Linked DNA regions of Oryctolagus cuniculus: region 2 is linked to region 1. A link is a contact called in public Micro-C data. All regions are on one chromosome and are shown on one strand. The core of a region is the stretch at or near the end of the contact, and the rest is flanking DNA. Distances in the headings are between cores, read along the strand shown. Region 1 holds the start of TAF7 (TATA-box binding protein associated factor 7). Region 2 holds the start of LOC138850166 (protein diaphanous homolog 1-like).

Region 1 (4,519 bases), core at 1,733-4,232:
AGTGCTTCCTCTTTCCTCAGCTCCATAATTTTCTTCCTCTAAAATTTAATTAGAACTTCTCACATCACCCATATTTATTTTATCCTCCATAATATAAGCAGTCTTTTTAAGTAATTTCATAGCTTATTAAAGGGATTTTTCAAACATACAGCATTAGCAGCAGTGACTGCAATACTCCTTAACCACAAGTAATGCTACCACACTGGAAAATTTTTTGCTGTCCCCAAATCTTTGGTTCACTCCTATTACAGATACTCTACAGAACATCCACAGGGGTAAAACTCTTTCACTAATTTAGAGTTTTTCTGTATGTCTAATGAATTTGAAAACAATCACAACTGGTGATATAGCAAAGATTTCAGTTGTAGAATCAGTATAACCCATATCCCCAAGTGAAAAACCAATAACTGGAAAATGTGTTAAATTCAAAAGCAAACAATATGTTTCAAGATTGTAGTAGGTAGTACTTTGGGAAAACTGGTATCAATCCTTTCAGTTATCTCTGATAATCTTCCATTTAGAGGTCTGCTAATTAAAACAGTCTTCTGGCAAATCAGAATTGCATACAATTCATGTCAAATTACCTTCTATACAAGTATATTTGAGCATCATGAAACACATGGAGAATTAAAATACAAAGTAATATTTGGATTATTTTCATATATGAGCATGGTCTTATATGGCTAAATAGAGCACTATGCAGAGAATAAATGCTTAAATTTATAAAATAAGTAAAAGCAGGTAAAATCAAAGGCCGACTAAAAATATCATCTTCAAAAAACAGGAAATAGATTATCCTGGAAATTACTGATGAATCAGCCAACATTCTTCAGCATATTATGGGACAGAAATAATGTGGTTACACGGAAGGACATACTTTCTCTTTAAAATGAACCAAAAAAGCAAACCTGTGCCAGCTCACTTTCATTTCCTCACGGTTTCACAGTTCGTTTGCACCACACTCACACCCTCTATTGGTAAAAACACTGTAACAACTGCTGCCATCCTTGACTAGAAAGGGAATGAATGTACTATAAAGTGACTCAAACTCGCTTTAAGTGACATAGAATTTATTTTCTCCAGCAAATTACTATATTTTTAAGACTATGTTATTTCTAGATGAGTCAACTGTTTCATTCAATTATCGAATTATTTTTGTGTGTCTCCAATATTCTGGTACTAGGCCCTGGGATATAATCTGGTGTAAGGAGGACAATCAACAAGTACACAAAGAAATAATGCAAATTCTAGAAATGTTAATCACTTTCTGGGAGTTCTCTTAAATTTAATTTGTTGTTAATATTTTAGAGGGCGTAGGTTAAATGACCTTGATGCTCTACCAAACGGATCCTACTAAAAAATAAATGGAAAAGAACAAAAATAAGTGGAAGCTGTTACAGCTGTGCCAAAGAACCACGAATATGCGGTGAAGAATCCCTGAGAATCCACATACGAGATAAGCAGAATACAGCAAAACAGTAGATGGAGTGGAAAAAAATTCCAAAGTAATTTAAAAATTACTGGTACGTTCCAGGCAGTAAAAATTCCTCATTTACACATTCTACTTTAGCCACAGCATCTGTCCACAGGTCCTAAGGACCTGTCTATTCTGTTTAAAGATTTATTTGAGAGGCCGAGCTACAGAGAAACCTGCTTACATTTCTATCTATGCCAACTACGCCAATGAGAAATCACCCCTGGCCCCCTGGAGAGCTCCCAAGCAGAAATAAACCCAGAAGCACGGTCCCCCTCCGGGCACTTTCATAATTAAAATACACACAGAACCACACAGTGGACAGCATGCTCTCCTTACGCCATTGATTTGGGAACTTTTAAATCCACTTTGTGGTTAGTTACAAATTCCTGCACCGACACCAGAATGGGTAACTCCTGGGGAACACGCGAGACGTTTCCCGAAGCAAAACGCTTTCTGCAAACATGCCCTGACCCCCGAAGTCTAGACGCTATCTCGGCGCTTGCCGGTCCGGTACAAATGCTGTCTCAGCAGGGGGAGGCTCTGTGACCTTCCTGCAATCGTTATCTCTTATTTTCAAACTAGGTCGGCAGGAAACTTCATTTTCACGCCCTAAAACAATTCCCCTGGATCCAGAGAACGAGTCCCGGCCGGAATCGCAGCGCCGCGACTGCGTCTGCGCGCGCTCGGGGCGGGCCGTCTTTCCGCCCGGCCGTGCTGTCACTCACGGCCGCTTCCCGCCCCGCGCCGTGACGCAGCGCGGCTTTAAAGCCAGCTCTGCAAGCGGCTGCAGGCAGACGCCTGCGGAGCCTCCGGTGTGTGGCTCTGCGCAGCGCGTCTCGGCGAAATTTCGCGCTTCCCGCCGGGACCGAAGCATTGGTAATCAGTAGCGGATCACTCAGCTGAGCAGCAGGAAGAACAAAGGAGTCGGCGAGAGAAGAGGCTCCCCGCCGCTTTGCAGCGAGTGGCTTCCTCCCCCCGCCGCCTGCGCCCGGCGCGAAGCTGAATTTATAACCGTCACTGGATTGTAAGTACCCGAGGCAAAGGCAGCTCGCTGCGTCCCGCTTTTTCAGTTATGCTTGTTTCGGGAGGGTTTGGGTCGGTGTTGACTGCTTGTCCTAATTTTGTGCCGTCTTCATTCTGCAGGAGCCGCCATTTGCTTTCCTGCTCGCTCGCTCGCCCGCTTGCTCTGTCTGCATTGTCTGGAGGCGGCACCTAGAGGCTGGAACTCGGCATTGCAGCTCCAGGCTTTAAATGGACTTAATTCTCTGAATAAGCCAGTGTGTCGGTAACAAACAGCGGGTGTGGAGTGCAGCATATTTAGAGAAAAGATTTGTGGCTTGATTAAAAATTAAGACAAAACAGATGCTTAGCTACTGTTCTGCATAGAACCTTCTGTTGTTAGATTTTAATTCATAAGGAACTGGTCTTTTAAATTGTTGCAGTAGCTGAAACTTTTCAGTGCAGCAAGTGTTTATTAGGAGAAGGGAGTCAGAAAGAAGTGAAGATGAGTAAGAGCAAAGATGATGCCCCTCATGAGCTGGAGAGCCAGTTTATCTTGCGCCTGCCTCCAGAATATGCTGCTACTGTGAGGAGGGCAGTGCAGTCGGGGCATGTCAACCTGAAAGACAGACTGACCATCGAGTTACACCCCGATGGGCGTCATGGAATTGTCAGAGTGGACCGGGTCCCTCTGGCCTCAAAACTGGTGGATCTGCCGTGTGTTATGGAAAGCTTGAAAACCATCGATAAAAAAACCTTTTACAAGACTGCTGATATCTGTCAGATGCTCGTGTCCACAGTTGATGGTGATCTTTATCCCCCTGTGGAGGAGCCAGTTGCTGCTGCTGACCCCAAAGCAAGCAAGAAAAAGGATAAGGACAAAGAGAAAAAGTTCGTCTGGAACCATGGAATTACTCTGCCTCTAAAGAATGTCAGAAAGAGAAGATTCCGGAAGACAGCAAAGAAAAAGTATATTGAGTCTCCAGACGTGGAGAAAGAAGTGAAGCGGTTGCTGAGTACAGATGCGGAAGCTGTCAGTACTCGCTGGGAGATAATTGCTGAAGATGAAACAAAAGAGACGGAGAATCAAGGCCTTGACATCTCTTCCCCAGGAATGTCTGGCCACAGGCAGGGCCAGGACTCCCTGGAGCACGATGAGCTTCGGGAGATATTCAATGACCTCAGCAGCAGCAGCGAGGATGAAGATGACACCCAGCACCAGGACGAAGAAGATATAAACATCATCGACACTGAGGAAGACCTGGAGAGACAGCTGCAGGACAAGCTGAATGAGTCAGATGAACAGCACCAAGAAAACGAAGGGACCAACCAGCTGGTTATGGGCATTCAGAAGCAGATTGACAACATGAAAGGCAAGCTCCAGGAGACCCAGGACAGGGCCAAGCGACAGGAGGATCTCATCATGAAGGTGGAAAACCTGGCTCTCAAGAACAGATTTCAGGCTGTGCTGGATGAGTTAAAACAAAAGGAAGACCGAGAAAAGGAGCAGCTCAGCTCTTTGCAGGAAGAGCTGGAGTCACTCCTAGAGAAGTAAGAAGAATTTTGATCATTTTGAACCTGATGGTTCCACACTAAGAAAATCTTCATCACTTTTTCTGGATTTTAAGATTTTGCAGTAGTTCCCGTTCCTTCTAATGCTAGAAGTTCTTTTTAAATTATCTTGTTTTCAAGAAGCACTTTGCTAGGTGTTCATTCTATAGAATTAGGATTGACTAGGCAGTAATGTAATTGTTAGGAAGTTGTAGGGTTAGTGGAATGAACAGCTGAACCCTAATATTCACAGCTGCATTGCAGGACTTTGCTGCTGTTTCCCCATTTCCCGGAAGCTGCTATTGCTGCCATGTGGTGCCTTCTGAGATAGGTAAGAACCTAGTGTAGAGGCAATGAAGTTGGTTTGCATATGTTTCCCTAACTATTTTCTCAGTTAAATCAAAGCAGTTTCACACATGTAGAGATGCAAATAATTTCATAAGGTTTCTAACATAAATAAAAGCGACTAATTTTCAACTTATGTGTCTTGAT
Region 2 (4,554 bases), core at 1,500-3,999, 210 kb before region 1:
ATCAGCACGGTTCGCTGGCTGCAGCGCGCCAGCTGCAGCAGCCATTGGAGAGTGAACCAACGGTAAAGGAAGATCTTTCTCGCTGTCTCTCTCTCTCGCTGTCCACTCTGCCTGTCAAAAAAAAAAGAAAAAGTCATTTAGGCTTGAGTTGTCAGCACGTTCTTCTCTCTTTTAGAATCTCATTAAGCAGATGCCAGAGCCGGAGCAGTTGAAAATGCTTTCTGAACTCAAGGATGAATACGATGACCTAGCCGAGTCAGAGCAGTTCGGCGTGGTGGTGAGTAGGAGGCCCCTCCTGCCACAGACCCTTCAGGGCCCTTAGCTCTTGGCCCATTGTCTGCCTGGAACCTCGCTCGCTCTCCTGGCCCTGCTCTTAGAACTCTGATGCCACCGTAGGAGGCTCAAGTTGGTTTTTCTGATCCCTCTCTCGGCCTGTCTCCCCCACTAGATGGGCACTGTGCCCCGTCTGCGGCCTCGCCTCAACGCCATCCTCTTCAAACTACAATTCAGTGAGCAAGTAGAGAATATCAAGCCCGAGATCGTGTCTGTCACTGCTGCCTGCGAGGAGCTGCGCAAGAGTGAGAGCTTCTCCAGCCTGCTGGAGATAACCCTGCTGGTTGGAAACTACATGAATGCTGGCTCGAGGAATGCCGGTGCTTTCGGCTTCAATATCAGCTTCCTGTGTAAGGTGAGCCCAGGGGTCAGAGCAGGCCGGGCGGGGGAAGGCTGCAGGCCTGTAGGAGCTTGGGACTAAGTTTTCTCCTCTTCTTACCCTAAGCTTCGGGACACCAAGTCTACGGATCAGAAGATGACACTGCTGCACTTCCTGGCCGAGTTGTGCGAGAATGACTATCCCGATGTTCTCAAGTTTCCAGACGAGCTTGCCCATGTGGAGAAAGCCAGTCGAGGTGCGGCATGCGGCAGGTTGGGGTTCAACTAAAAAAAGCGGTTCTGGCCGGCACCGCAGCTCACTAGGCTAATCCTCCGCCTTGTGGCGCCGGCACACCGGGTTCTAGTCCCGGTCGGGGCACAGGATTCTGTCCCGGTTGCCCCTCTTCCAGGCCAGCTCTCTGCTGTGGCCCGGGAGTGCAGTGGAGGATGGCCCAAGTGCTTGGGCCCTGCACCCCATGGGAGACCAGGAGAAGCACCTGGCTCCTGGCTTCGGATCAGCGCGGAGCGCCGGCCACAGCGGCTATTGGAGGGTGAACCAACGGCAAAAGGAAGACCTTTCTCTCTGTCTCTCTCTCTCACTGTCCACTCTGCCTGTCAAAAAAATAAAATAAAATTTAAAAAAAAAAAAAAAAAAAAAAAAAAACAGTTCTGAGCCCAAGGAAGGGCATGGAATTAGTCTGTAAGTGGAGATGGGTGTGGGCATAAGCGTGGCATCTGAGCCCCACAGGGGAGTGTAAGGCTGCAGAGAGGTCTCCCTGTGTAGAAACAGAAGCACTCTTGCCCTTGGAAGAAAAGCTGCAGAAAACTGACTGGATTGGGGCTGGCGCCACGGCTCACTTGGCTAATCCTCTGCCTTCAGTGCCGGCATCCCGTATGCGTGCCGTGTTCTAGTCCCGGTTGCTCCTCTTCCAGGCCAGCTCTCTACTGTGGCCTGGGAGTGCAGTGGAGGATGGCCCAAATCCTTGGGCCCTGCACTTGCATGGGAGACCAGGAGAAGCTCCTGGCTTCGGATCAGCGCAGTGCGCTGGCTGCAGCAGCCATTGAGGGGTGAACCAACGGAAAAGGAAGACCTTTCTCTCCGTCTCTCTCTCTCTCACTGTCCACTCTGCCTGTCAAAAAAAAAAAAAAATTAAAAAAAGAAAACCGACTGGATTAACCAGTCAGGCTCACTGTCGCAGAAGTAGGCCAATAAAATGCAGCATTCAGGAGAAAGAGGGCAGGTTTCTGCCCTCTCTTCTTCTATGTGTGTCTCCCTCCTCTCACAACCTGCTCTCTAAAATAATGTAACTGAGATCTCTGGGGGGGTTGAAAACTCTCCTTAAATTAAACGATGCCTCTTCTGTTCATAGTAATGGCTGCCTTGTGAAGGCTGCAGTCTCAATTAGCAAACTATTTTCAGTCTCAAATGTGAGAAGCAACTAGAGGAGAATACCTAGGAGAATGAAAACAGTTCAGGGCCAGAGAGTGTGTTCAGATCGCAGCTGTGCACTGAGGGGAGAGGGGAGCGGGGACAGGAAGGACTGAGTAAAGCTCGTGTGTCCTGCAGTTTCTGCTGAGAACTTGCAAAAGAACCTTGACCAGATGAAGAAACAGATTGCGGACGTGGAGCGCGATGTGCAGAACTTTCCGGCTGCTACAGATGAGAAGGACAAGTTCGTTGAGAAAATGACTATATCCTTTCTTGAACGGGGGTAGTTGCTCCTGGGAAGAGAAACGTCCCATGGAGGACAGTGGGCTAGCCATGGAAATGTGTAATTTTCTCTTAAATTTGTTTTTCAGTGAATACATAGTTCAGCATTTTTATTGTGGCAGTAGCAACCACCCAGATAAACTAGAATTCCTTGCTGCTTCCCCTTCTGTGCACCCCATATCCACTCCCTCTCCCAGAGGTAACCACTGCCCTTTTAAACTGCGCTGTGTACTCTTTGTACATACTGTGTCTTGTATCCTGTACCCACAGTACTGTATGCGGAACAGTCTCTTCCTGGATTGCCACCTCCTGTGTTCTGGGTGTACCATAGTTTGTTTCCTGTTCCTAGATTTAGATATGTAGATGGCTTCTGTTTGCTGCTGTTAGAAAGAGTCCTGTGCATGCCAGCATCCGTGTTGAGTCACTCTCTGGGCTAGAGAAGTAGCCCGACTTCGTGGTCTTGGCCCTTTACTCCTTGGCCGCACAGCTTCGTGAAGGAGGCCCAAGAGCAGTATAACAAGCTGCGGCTGATGCATTCTAACATGGAGACCCTCTTTAAGGAGCTAGGCGACTACTTCCTCTTCGACCCCAAGAAGCTGTCTGTGGAGGAGTTCTTCATGGACCTGCACAACTTCAGGAATATGTTTCTGGTGAGCAAGGGATGCCGCTGCATCAGTCTTGAGGGGACTTTCTGCCTGGTGGTGGGTGTGCGGGTGCCCACATTGTCCCCATACCACCCCACAGCAAGCAGTGAAGGAGAACCAGAAGCGGCGGGAGACAGAAGAGAAGATGCGGCGAGCTAAACTCGCCAAGGAGAAGGCAGAGAAGGAGCGGCTGGAGAAGCAGCAGAAGAGAGAGCAACTCATAGACATGAATGCAGGTGAGGGCTGCCGCACTGAGGCGGGAGCGGCTCGCGGCTGCGCTCAACCCCACGATCCTGAGGCTGGACTTCACCCCCAGGCCAGCTGCATACACGTTCCAGTTCTTTCACTCTGTCTGAGTGCCACTGTGGTTTTAGTTTTGCTGTTAACATGCTCTTCCCCTCTGCTCTGCCAGAGGTTCCTCTGGCCTCTTTCCCCAAAATGTCATCCTGACCTGATTCTCCTCTTGTCTTTTGGAAGTGGCTTGTCCTCACTCTGCTTATTTCACCAAGTTCTGGGTGCCCAAGATCTTAGCACAGTTAAGTACCCCGCTGGTTCTGTAAATGGATTGACCTTCCGAGAGGGGGCAGAAGGCTGGCCACCCTCCTTGTTTTTTAGCAGCAGCCTGTCTCTGGTGGAACATATGGTCTCAATTACAGGCCCTGTTTCCTGTCTCTGCTGCTTTGCTCTCCTGCTGTTGATTCCCTGCCCCCACCCTCGCTCCCTGGGCAGCGGAAATACAGTGCATTCAGTGTGTGCCACTCGGGGCGCAGAGCTGCTGCCCCCTTCTCTGAACTGCAGGTCTGCGAGCCCTCTGCACGGCCAGGGGTTCTCAGGGCTGTGAACAGTCAGGGCACTTTGCTGAGCAAGGGCTGCTCCGTACCTCTGGCTCCCAGGGACTGGGTGCTGTTCTGGAAAGCAGTTCCCTTGGCCTCACCTCAGTTGTTCAGCCCTGAACTCCACTCCTGTCAGCTGGTAAAGCCCACACCAAGTATCCTGCACCTGCCCTTGGTTTCACCCTCTGCCCCAATTCTCTCTGGGCCGCTAGGATTTGTTGCAGGTACCTGTAGTCCAGGTATCTGCTAGGATGCAGAGGGGGACAGAGAGGAAGGTGGAGTCTAGTTGCCCTAAAAGATGAAGGCTGCACTTGTCAACAGGTGGCGTAGTGGACCTTGCCCTGCTCCCAGTACCCGGGTTAAACAAATGAGGTTGGAATATAGGTCAGCTGCACTGTTTATGTTCAGCCAGCAGGTGGCGCTGGGAACAGTGAGCCCCGGCCTTGGAGCTGGCAGCCAACCAGCTCTTTGGGATTTCACAGTTTCAGATTTCACCATCCTGAGCTGTTGCCATGGAAACTGAGCCAGGCTGGAACAAGGATTCTGCATTAACTCTTTGTCTTCCAGCCAGGCCGCTCCGTTAGATGTAGAGCTGGCTTTGGGAAGCTGCAGTCAGAGGAGGCAATACTTGGGTGAAATGCACTGTCATCAGTGGTCTCTTCCTCAGCCCTGTTCTGCAAACCTAAATCTGGTGCTCCGTGAGACACTAGAACAC

The links. Hi-C and Micro-C count contacts between places; a contact is called where the count stands out from the background.
Region 2: a Micro-C map of ear pinna shows a contact between it and region 1, with 2.7 times the contacts expected there. The contact joins the promoter of LOC138850166 here to the promoter of TAF7 in region 1. A contact is called at or near these places in 2 of 6 Hi-C or Micro-C datasets (ear pinna and an unstated tissue).

What each region holds. Positions count from the first base shown.
Region 1 is chr6:28,859,956-28,864,474 of mOryCun1.1, reverse strand. It overlaps TAF7 (TATA-box binding protein associated factor 7), which reads left to right and starts at 2,982. Exons shown (of 1, transcript XM_002710263.5): 1 at 2,982-4,504. The coding sequence starts at 2,982. The coding sequence ends at 4,031.
Region 2 is chr6:29,069,044-29,073,597 of mOryCun1.1, reverse strand. LOC138850166 (protein diaphanous homolog 1-like) reads left to right here and starts at 2,749. Exons shown (of 4, transcript XM_070076244.1): 1 at 2,749-3,012; 2 at 3,107-3,242. The coding sequence starts at 2,893. LOC100354169 (protein diaphanous homolog 1) reads left to right here. Exons shown (of 20, transcript XM_070076227.1): 17 at 176-277; 18 at 449-688; 19 at 779-908; 20 at 2,219-2,520. The coding sequence ends at 2,367.